Regions from separate parts of the Sus scrofa genome. Here region 1 is linked to region 2. Evidence: chromatin contacts called from public targeted proximity ligation data. All regions are on one chromosome and are shown on one strand. The core of a region is the stretch at or near the end of the contact, and the rest is flanking DNA. Distances in the headings are between cores, read along the strand shown. Region 1 has its middle 220 kb from the start of CHD7. Region 2 has its middle 140 kb from the start of CLVS1.

Region 1 (4,429 bases), core at 433-2,932, 140 kb after region 2:
TGCACACACATCCACACGCATCCATATATACATATGCACACACAAGCACACACATCCATATACACACATGCACACATATACACATTTATCCATACACACACATGAACACACATCCATACACACACATACACATATATACACATATCCACATGCATACACATACACATGCACATATATACACATATCCACATGCATACACATACATATACATGTGCTCACAAGTACACATATACACACAGGCTTACACACAGACACACATACACACGTATATTGCTATCATTACTTGAAACAAGGATGATCACTTGATCCAAAGCCACCTTTCTTTCTTTCCTTCTTTCTTTCTTTCTGGCTAAGCCTGTGGCACACAGAAGTTCCTAGGCCTGGGATCAAGTGGTGCCACAGCAGTGACCTGAGCCTCAGCAGTGACAATGCCAGATCCTCAACCGCTAGGCTACCAGGGGATTCCTGCCATTAACTTCTTAGTGCCGATCAGACCCCCTCTTCTCAAGAATCTGAATAAAGAGATGTATACACTGTGATGAAGTATAATGATAAGCCTTTCAGCCCAGATGCTGGTCTGTTGGGGGCGAGAGCAAGTCAGTTCCTTGGCGAGCAAAGACAGGAAGGACAGAGGCCCCTTGGATGAGCGGAGCGGGCTGGGCCATCAGGAGGAAATGAAGCAGAGGAAGGCACTGGTGGCCACGCTGCCCATGCCAGTGGGAAGAGCTGTGCCCATCCTCACTGCTTTCCTGTCCACCTCGGGAAGCTCTCAGCATTTCCACATTTTATTTAAACTAGTTTGTCTGGATGTCTTTCTTTAAAACCCAAAGGTCTCGGACTATGGCAGAAACAAACACACGAATGATCCCATTGACTGTTTCAATTTCCAGTGATGATCAGTTTCCCCAAGTTCATACAGGTGACAGGACTCAGGAGGCCCAAACCCAGCATCACGCAAGCAAACCCATCCAGTTCCGTCCGTGTTTCCCCAAGTGTCCCTGAGCTCAGCAGATGTCACTAATGACCCATCGTGTTCAAGTCGGAAACCTAGGTGTGACCTCAACCTTCCCCCTCCTTCTCCGTATCCACCCTGTTTGAAACAAGCCCTCTCAAACGTGGCTCAGATCCACCCGCCGCCCTGCCCTCGTCTAGGCTCTATATCCCCTCAAATCCAATATCTGCAGCAACTTCTCACACCCGGACCCTCCTAGTGCTCAAGGCTGATCTTTGCACATGCTCGCTCATGTGCATGCATACACACACACACACACACACACACACACACACACACACGCTTTTAAAGCCTTCTCGTGGCTTTCCTTTGCCTTTTAGGGTGAAATCAAGGCTCCCACGTGAGACGCCCTGGCCGTACACCCTCCTGTTGGGCCTCTCGCATCCTCCCCAGGCTCTGCCCAGGCTGAGCCTCTTTCAGTTCCTCAAATATGTCGTGCTTCTCTGCCTGCAGGACTTTCATGCAGCCTGTTCCATGGGGGTGGAACTCTTCCTCTACCTGGCTGACTCCTACTCTCGTGTCTCACCCTAGACTCTGTGTCCTCCCCAAAGCCTCCTCTGACTCTCAAAACTCAAGGCTAAGGAAACCCGATATGTGGTGCTGTGACCTTCTGCGCCCGGCCACGCAGAGCTCTCTCCAGCCTCCAGGATTATTTTCTGTCTCCCCTGCTGGCCTATAGGCTCCCTGCAGGCATATCCCCAGTGCCAAGCCCACAGCACGCACCTAGGAAGGCGTGGAGGAATGAACGGATCATGCTCTAGATATTTCTAGTGAACCAGCTCTGACACACATTTTCATTCTAGCTTTCAGCTTTCAAGGATCTGGTATAAATCATGAAAAGGAAGGTGGGAGATGAGGCCCAAAAATAACATTAATAAATAAAATTTATTGTTGCTATTATTAGCACGCTTGAAGTTTCTCCTTTTTTTTGACAAGGCTGTAGCTTCTAGTCTCATGACTCTAATTACACTTTGACTCTCTTTGCCCTTATGGTGAGTCCTTACTCAGGACCCTCTTGGGTGTTCTTGCACATCAACCCCACAGCTCCTTCCAGAAGTCTCTCCTCCTAACAGGGTGGACATAAGCCAAAAAGTTGCCATAAAAAAGAACAAACTAATGCCATTTGCAGCAACAAGGATGGAACTAGAGACTCTCATACTAAGTGAAGTAAGACAGAAAGGGAAAGACAAATACCATATGATATCACTTATATCTGGAACCTAATATACGGCACAAATGAACCTTTCCACAGAAAAGAAACTCATGGACTTGAAGAACAGACTTGCGGTTGCCAAGGGGGAGGAGTAGGGAGTGGGATGGACTGGGAATCTGGGGTTAGTAGATGCAGACTATTGCCTGTGGAATGGATAAGCAATGAGATCCTGCTGTATAGCACTGGGAACCATATCTAGTCACTTATGATGGAGGATAATGTGAGAAAAAGAATGTATACATGTATGTGTGATTGGGACACCTTGCTGTACAGTAGAAAATTGACAGAACACTGTAAACCAGTTCTAATGGAAAAGAATAAAAATCATTTAAAAAAAAAAAAAAAGCCAAAAGGTCTCCACTACACGCATGCAGGAGTGTATTATTCGCCTGAGGAAACTAAGTCCTCACACAGAGACTGTCTTCTCCCTCCGGCGGCTGCCTTGGGAACCAATCTGACCATGTTGGGAAGGATCAGAGGGCAGAGCTTGAAGCCTGGGGGCAGGAAGGTGGTGACCAGAACATCCGAAGGAAACCTCAGGAGCTAGATGTGTGTGGTGGGTTTAGAAAGGAAATAAGAGATTATCAGAGGGAGACACTGAGAAGGAAGATGCTTCAGACCTCAGCACCTCCCCCTCCCCCACCACAGACTCGGTATTTTTGCTCTGAGAGAGCTGTGTCTTTGGCTTTCAATCACTCTTGCTGGCTTTCAAGTCAAGGCATAGAAGATTCAGAGGCAGAGGCCAGCATCTGACCGCTCGGCCGTTTGGCTGGTCTGCACGCGCAAGTGAGTGAGGGCAGGCTTCGGGTTAGGACAGCACCCCCTGGAGTTGTGACCCCCTCTCCGGCTGTCTCCCACGCGGCACCACGGCCGCCTCCCCTTTGTTTCCTGATTTCAGCTCAGATATCAGCTCCTCAGAGAGGCCTGCTCTTGGTCCTGTGTTATCACTTTCAAAGCGCTCATCCTTGTCCAAAAGTCTTTTTAAAATGTACCTGTTAGCTCTCTCCCCCCACAGAACGCAAGTTCCGGAGGGCACCATCTGCGGGGTCCAGCTCTTCTGAATCCTGGGCACCTAGGAAAGCACCAGCTGGGACTGGGGCTGCTCAGCAACAGTCTATCCAACCAAATTCTTTCCAACCGAAGCTTCAACCCTCAACAAGTGACCAAATGTTAGCAGTATTTGTTTCTAAGCTATTCACATCTAGCTACCAATAATCGTTTTTGCCCATTCCTCAAAATGACTGTCCTTCTTCTAATTGTGTATGTCTTTCATCTCATCAGATTCCACGTTTGCAACATTTGGAACATCTATCATCTCCCGTGGGCTAAAGGGAAACTGTGATTTTAAAAAGACGGTCATTGCTGAAGATGGTATAAAACGCACTGTAAAAGGAAAATCTCCAAAGGCTTAAAGGGCATCAGGAGTGGCCATCTCCTTTTTCTGAAGAGCTCCTAGGTGGTGCCTGGCCAGCTGCTCCGCCCCAGGAAAATAGGCCAGCAGGGAAACCCGCCCGTGGCCTACTTTAACCCTTCCCTGGGCCTCACCTCACCAAGATGCTGGCAGAGATCAGAAGAATTCGAGCACTACTCACTGACTGGAAGAAAACAGCCAACGAGTAAAAAAAAAAGACTGATCCCAATGTTGCTCCCCACCCCCAAGCTTTCTTCTCCCAAAGAGCCTTCTGTTCAGAGATGTTAAAGGGCTCTGATAGCAGATCACAAATTCAGGACAGAAAAGCTTCACTATGCTGCCAGAGCCTGTATTGTGGGTAACCAGACATCGGACCCTTTTTTTTTTTTTTTTTTTTGCTTATGAACTTTTGGAGCCCATTCGAATAAAAGACTGTTTGTTCCTGGACAAACATTCACCAGCAAAAGAAGCCTTTAAGAGGAGGGGGAATTTTTGTTTTGCATTTTCCCTTTGTAAAAAGAGAGAGAGAGAGAAAGAGAGAGAGAGAAGAGGGACAGAAATATACTTGCTCTACTTACTTTTCAGATGAAAGAACCTAGACTAATTTGTTTACTATTGCTGGGGATTCGTGTTTACAAGTTCCTATGCCCTTGCGGTAAAAAGAAATGCTATTTTTAAAAAGTAGAAACCCACACAAGCCTCCATTTGTAGGGCTTTTCTTCCTCTTCCTGTCTCCCCACCTTCGTTTTACAGATGGCCATGAAGAACGGAGAAGCCAAGTCAATGCTCAAGA
Region 2 (4,255 bases), core at 840-3,339:
TCAATTATTTCTACCTATTTTTTTCCCCTCCACCTTCACAAATGTTGTTTTCAGAAGATTATGAAAGTAAATAGCCCCCTAACTGGGCTAATTTGCATTTGCCGCTGTTCATCTTAAAGTTTAATATTTATCCTATAATAGGATATTGGTTTTGAAAAATTGGAATGTAATGAGAAAAATGCATTTATAGGCCTCTCTCAGAGATACTGCAGGTTCACTGTCAGACCACTACAATAAAGCAAATATCGCAATAAAGGGAGTCCCATGAATCTGTTGGTTTCCAGCACTTAGAAGAGCTATGCTTACACTATACCGTGGTCTATTAAGTGGGCAATCGCATTATGTCTAAAAACAATAATGCACATATCTTAGTTTAAAAATACTTTATTGGAGTTCCCGTCATGGCAAGTGGTTAACGAATCCAACTGGGAACCACGAGGATTCGGGTTTGATCCCTAGCCTCGCTCAGTGGGTTAAGGATCCAGGGTTGTCGTGAGCTGTGGTGTAGTTCACAGACTTGGCTCGGATCCTATGTTGCTGTGGCTCTGGTGTAGGCCGACGGCTACAGCTCAAATTAGACCCCTAGCCTGGGAAACTCCATATGCCGTGGGTGTGGCCCTATAAAAACAAAAGATAAAAAATAAATAAATAAATAAAATAAAAATACTTTATTGCTAAAAAATGCTAACCATCATCTGAGCCTTCAGAGATTTGTAGTAGTAACATCAAAGATCACCAATCACCATCCCCAACATGATAATGAGGCATTATCTCGTGGTGCAACAGGTTAAGGATCTGGCATTGTTGCTGCAGTGGCTTGGGTCACTGCTGTGACTCGGGTTCAATCCCTGGCCTGGGAGCTTTCACATCCATGGGCGTGGCCAAAAATTATTTAAAAAACAAACCCAAAAACATGAAAATGGAAAAATTTGAAATATTTTGAGGATTCTCAAAATGTGACACAAGAGGCATGTAGTGAGCAAACACCCCTGGAAAAATGGCACCAAAAGACTCATTTGACTCAGAATTGTCACAAACTTTCAAGTTGTAAAAACACAATAACTGTGAAGTGCAATAAAGAAAAGTATATGTAACCTACGTATAATTACTCTTTTGAGGTGACGTACCAAATTCTTTGGAAAATTTTTTGGGAAACATTAGCCCCATAGGGAGAGCTGACCACTGAGATAGAAGAAATGGCCCCCAATACTTAAAAATGCCCGAGGTCTCTACAGTGGTGGGTTTTGCTGACCAACACCAAAAAAGAGGAAAGGAAAACTCATGAATTCAAAAAGCATCCCTTGAACTTGTTAGATTTATTGTTAGAGTGAAAAATATAACCAGTTTCAGAATGAATCTGATTAAATCTTCTGAGGTTTCACTCTGAATCGGACGGTTTGCATGTATTCCAGGCTCACAGAAAAGCCAACCGGTAACACAAATCAAGATGGCCATAAACATAGATATCAGCTGAGAGGAGAAATTTCCACACCAAGACATTCCATCTTGCCCGGGGCCTGGCCCCTGCCCTGGACTGACTGCCACAGCTGGCAGATAAACAAACACACAAACACACACCCGGGGATCCTAATCCAAATTCAGCCCAAATTAGAGAGCGAACCTCACCACTCAGGCCTCATGACACAGCATGAGGCCCCCCTACCCCCGCCCCGCCCCCGCCCCACTTAGCATCATCACACTGAGGAATGCAAAACAAATCAACCTCTCTCCTTCCCATTGCCTGTACCACACAGCTTCTTTTATCAGCCACCTCCTGTGCCCCTTAGACAGTCATTCTTATAGGGCAGTCCAACTGCGGACCAACCGATGCTGTCTGGGATCCAATCCGGGGAAAGCCTGCATGAGGGTTCTATTTAAAACTTCTGCTCCACACTTCCCTCAGCTTCCTCCGCCCCAGGCACTGCTTGTTAAGACAAAAGGACATCGGGGGCGGGGGTGGTGTCTGATCCTAGATCCAGCCAGTCCAGTCCAGCTCAAGAACACAAAGGCTGTGGGAGGAGGAGCCGAGCTCCCACGCTGCCAACTGCAAGGCAAGCCAGGTAGGCTGGCAGCTCCCCTTCAAGCCCCGGCATCGTCACGCGGTTCCAGCGTGGTGTGGGGTCCGCTGAGGCCCACGGTGCTCCACCCGCTGCTGGAGGGGAGCCGGAACAGGCCCTCTGCTTGGTCCACAGGGAGCTTTTTCTCTCCTCTCTCCGCTTCCAGCCCTGATTTCAAACCCCAGTCTGTTGCTGATCTTCGGGAAAAGCGGATTATTTGGGTTTTAGGCTAAGACCTGGCCCACGCCCAAGAACACGTTTGGGGAAATATTTCAAGGAGCAAATGTGAAGGATAAAGCAGAAGCCCTAGCCTCCGAGAAACGCATGGCACCAGGGCTGGGAAGCCTGGGCTCATCCGCAGCATGTTCATGACCCCCAGAGGCTCGCGGGGCAGAGCGGATACTCTAGGAAGTGCTCTCCTGCCAGAGGCTGAACAGCGGGCCTCTTAGGTAGGGCCCTGCCTTCTTCCCGTGGGACATATTAGAACCAGTATCCGGTGGTACAGCTGGAGCTGCCCAGGTGACGCATTCTCCAGACAGAGCCACCCGAAGAGCTGGCAAGCTGTCCTACTCCGCCCAGCTCTGTGAGCTCATCGCGACGCGGACGCATCTGGTACATTCATCATCTTCTCCCGGGTGTGAAGGGATGTTTAGGAGGCAGATAATTTCGCCGGCATACATATGTGTATTATCATGCAGATATGACAATTATTTCATAATAGAAATGGAAGCCGAGTGGTTTTCGCCTGACCTTTGATCCTGCCAGAGCTGCAGAAAAACACGGGCTGCTATGTTGGAGAGTCAGGAAAAGGAAGCACAGAGGGAGGGAAAGAGATGATCGGCTTCTCTGTGCATTTGCTAGCGCGTGCTGTGCTCTTAGCCCTTTCTGGTGAATATCTGATTTCACAGGCTGAGCAAAAGCTAAATGGGAGACAAAGGGGCCCCAGCCAGCATGCACACATTTTCCATACCAGCCTGTAACTACAAAATAGAACAGAGTCCTAGAAAGCACGGCAACAGACCAGACATTGTAAAATGGTGCAAAAGGAAGAGAGAGATCGAGGAAGAGAGAACAAAGGCAAGAAGAAAATAATATGTAAAACTGGCTTTTTCTCATGATAACTTTCTTTTGAGTCAGATCCGAGTGCCCCACCTGTGTCATTTTTTGAGGAGTATTTAGCTAGACATGCATAGAGATAAATGCTTTTCTGCTTTAGATTTTCATCTCAGCAAGGGCCAGGCACAGTCCTATTCCCTCTCTAATTCCACAGCATCAAACTCTTGGTAGAAAATCTAATATTAATTTTTTTTCTGATCTAATTTGACAAGAGTTGGAAGATGTAGGGGGAAGAAGGAAATGAAACAGGATGTGTGAGAACAGGTGTATCCCAGCTTGAATTGACTATAAGCTGGGAGAAGAGGGAGTGGAAGGAGTCCTAGCCATTGAGTCCACCATGTTCCTTTGGTAATCCAGGAGACAACAGGTCTTCAATGGCCCAAACACCCCAGGTGTTTGCTGAGAAGATTGCGTGTGACAAGGGGAGCAAGGGTATGTGAAGGAAGCCAGTACCCAACCAATCCTTCATATTTATGGGCTGTCATCAATTAGGTATTTATAACTTGGGACATCCCTTTATTTGCATCACATTTGGAGTCGTTTCAATCATAGTTTCAGCGTAGGCAGATGTGACCAATGTAAAGGTTATTTCCTCTACTTCATGCATCTCAGGAATGTAACAGCCCTATTAGCTCAGCTCTGATCCCCCGGCTTTAGCCTCTGTGGAGGTCACACCTTGTCAACACTGGAGGGTGCTTATGCATTTTTATTCAGATTAACTTAGGGGAGTTTGATGGAGCTGTCATAATTCTCTCAAGCTCTTGGTCCTGTTTTGGATCAATTCACTGCCCTTCCAGCTGCAGAGAAATGCACAGCCTTTGAGGAGAATGATCTCCACACACCTCTCTTTTGCCAGTGGCTGCTACATGAAAACAGCCACCTGCCACCATCTGGCATCCATCCATTCATCCATCCATCCACCCATCCATCCATCATCCATCCCATGCTTCTTGGGCAGTTAGTGGTGGCATCCATTTCCCTTTTTTTTTTTTTTCTCTTTTGTGTTCTTAGGGCTGCACCTGCGGCATATGGAGGTTCCCAGGCTAGCAGTCCAATTGGAGCTATAGCTTCTGGCCTACACC

Evidence for each region.
Region 1: a contact with region 2 is called in a targeted proximity ligation map of skeletal muscle. A contact is called at or near these places in 1 of 47 Hi-C or Micro-C datasets (heart right ventricle) and 1 of 2 datasets of targeted methods (skeletal muscle).

Annotation. Positions count from the first base shown.
Region 1 is chr4:72,529,344-72,533,772 of Sscrofa11.1, forward strand. No RefSeq gene overlaps it. Among named protein-coding and RNA genes, the nearest start is that of CHD7, 220 kb to the right of the region's middle.
Region 2 is chr4:72,392,637-72,396,891 of Sscrofa11.1, forward strand. No RefSeq gene overlaps it. Among named protein-coding and RNA genes, the nearest start is that of CLVS1, 140 kb to the left of the region's middle.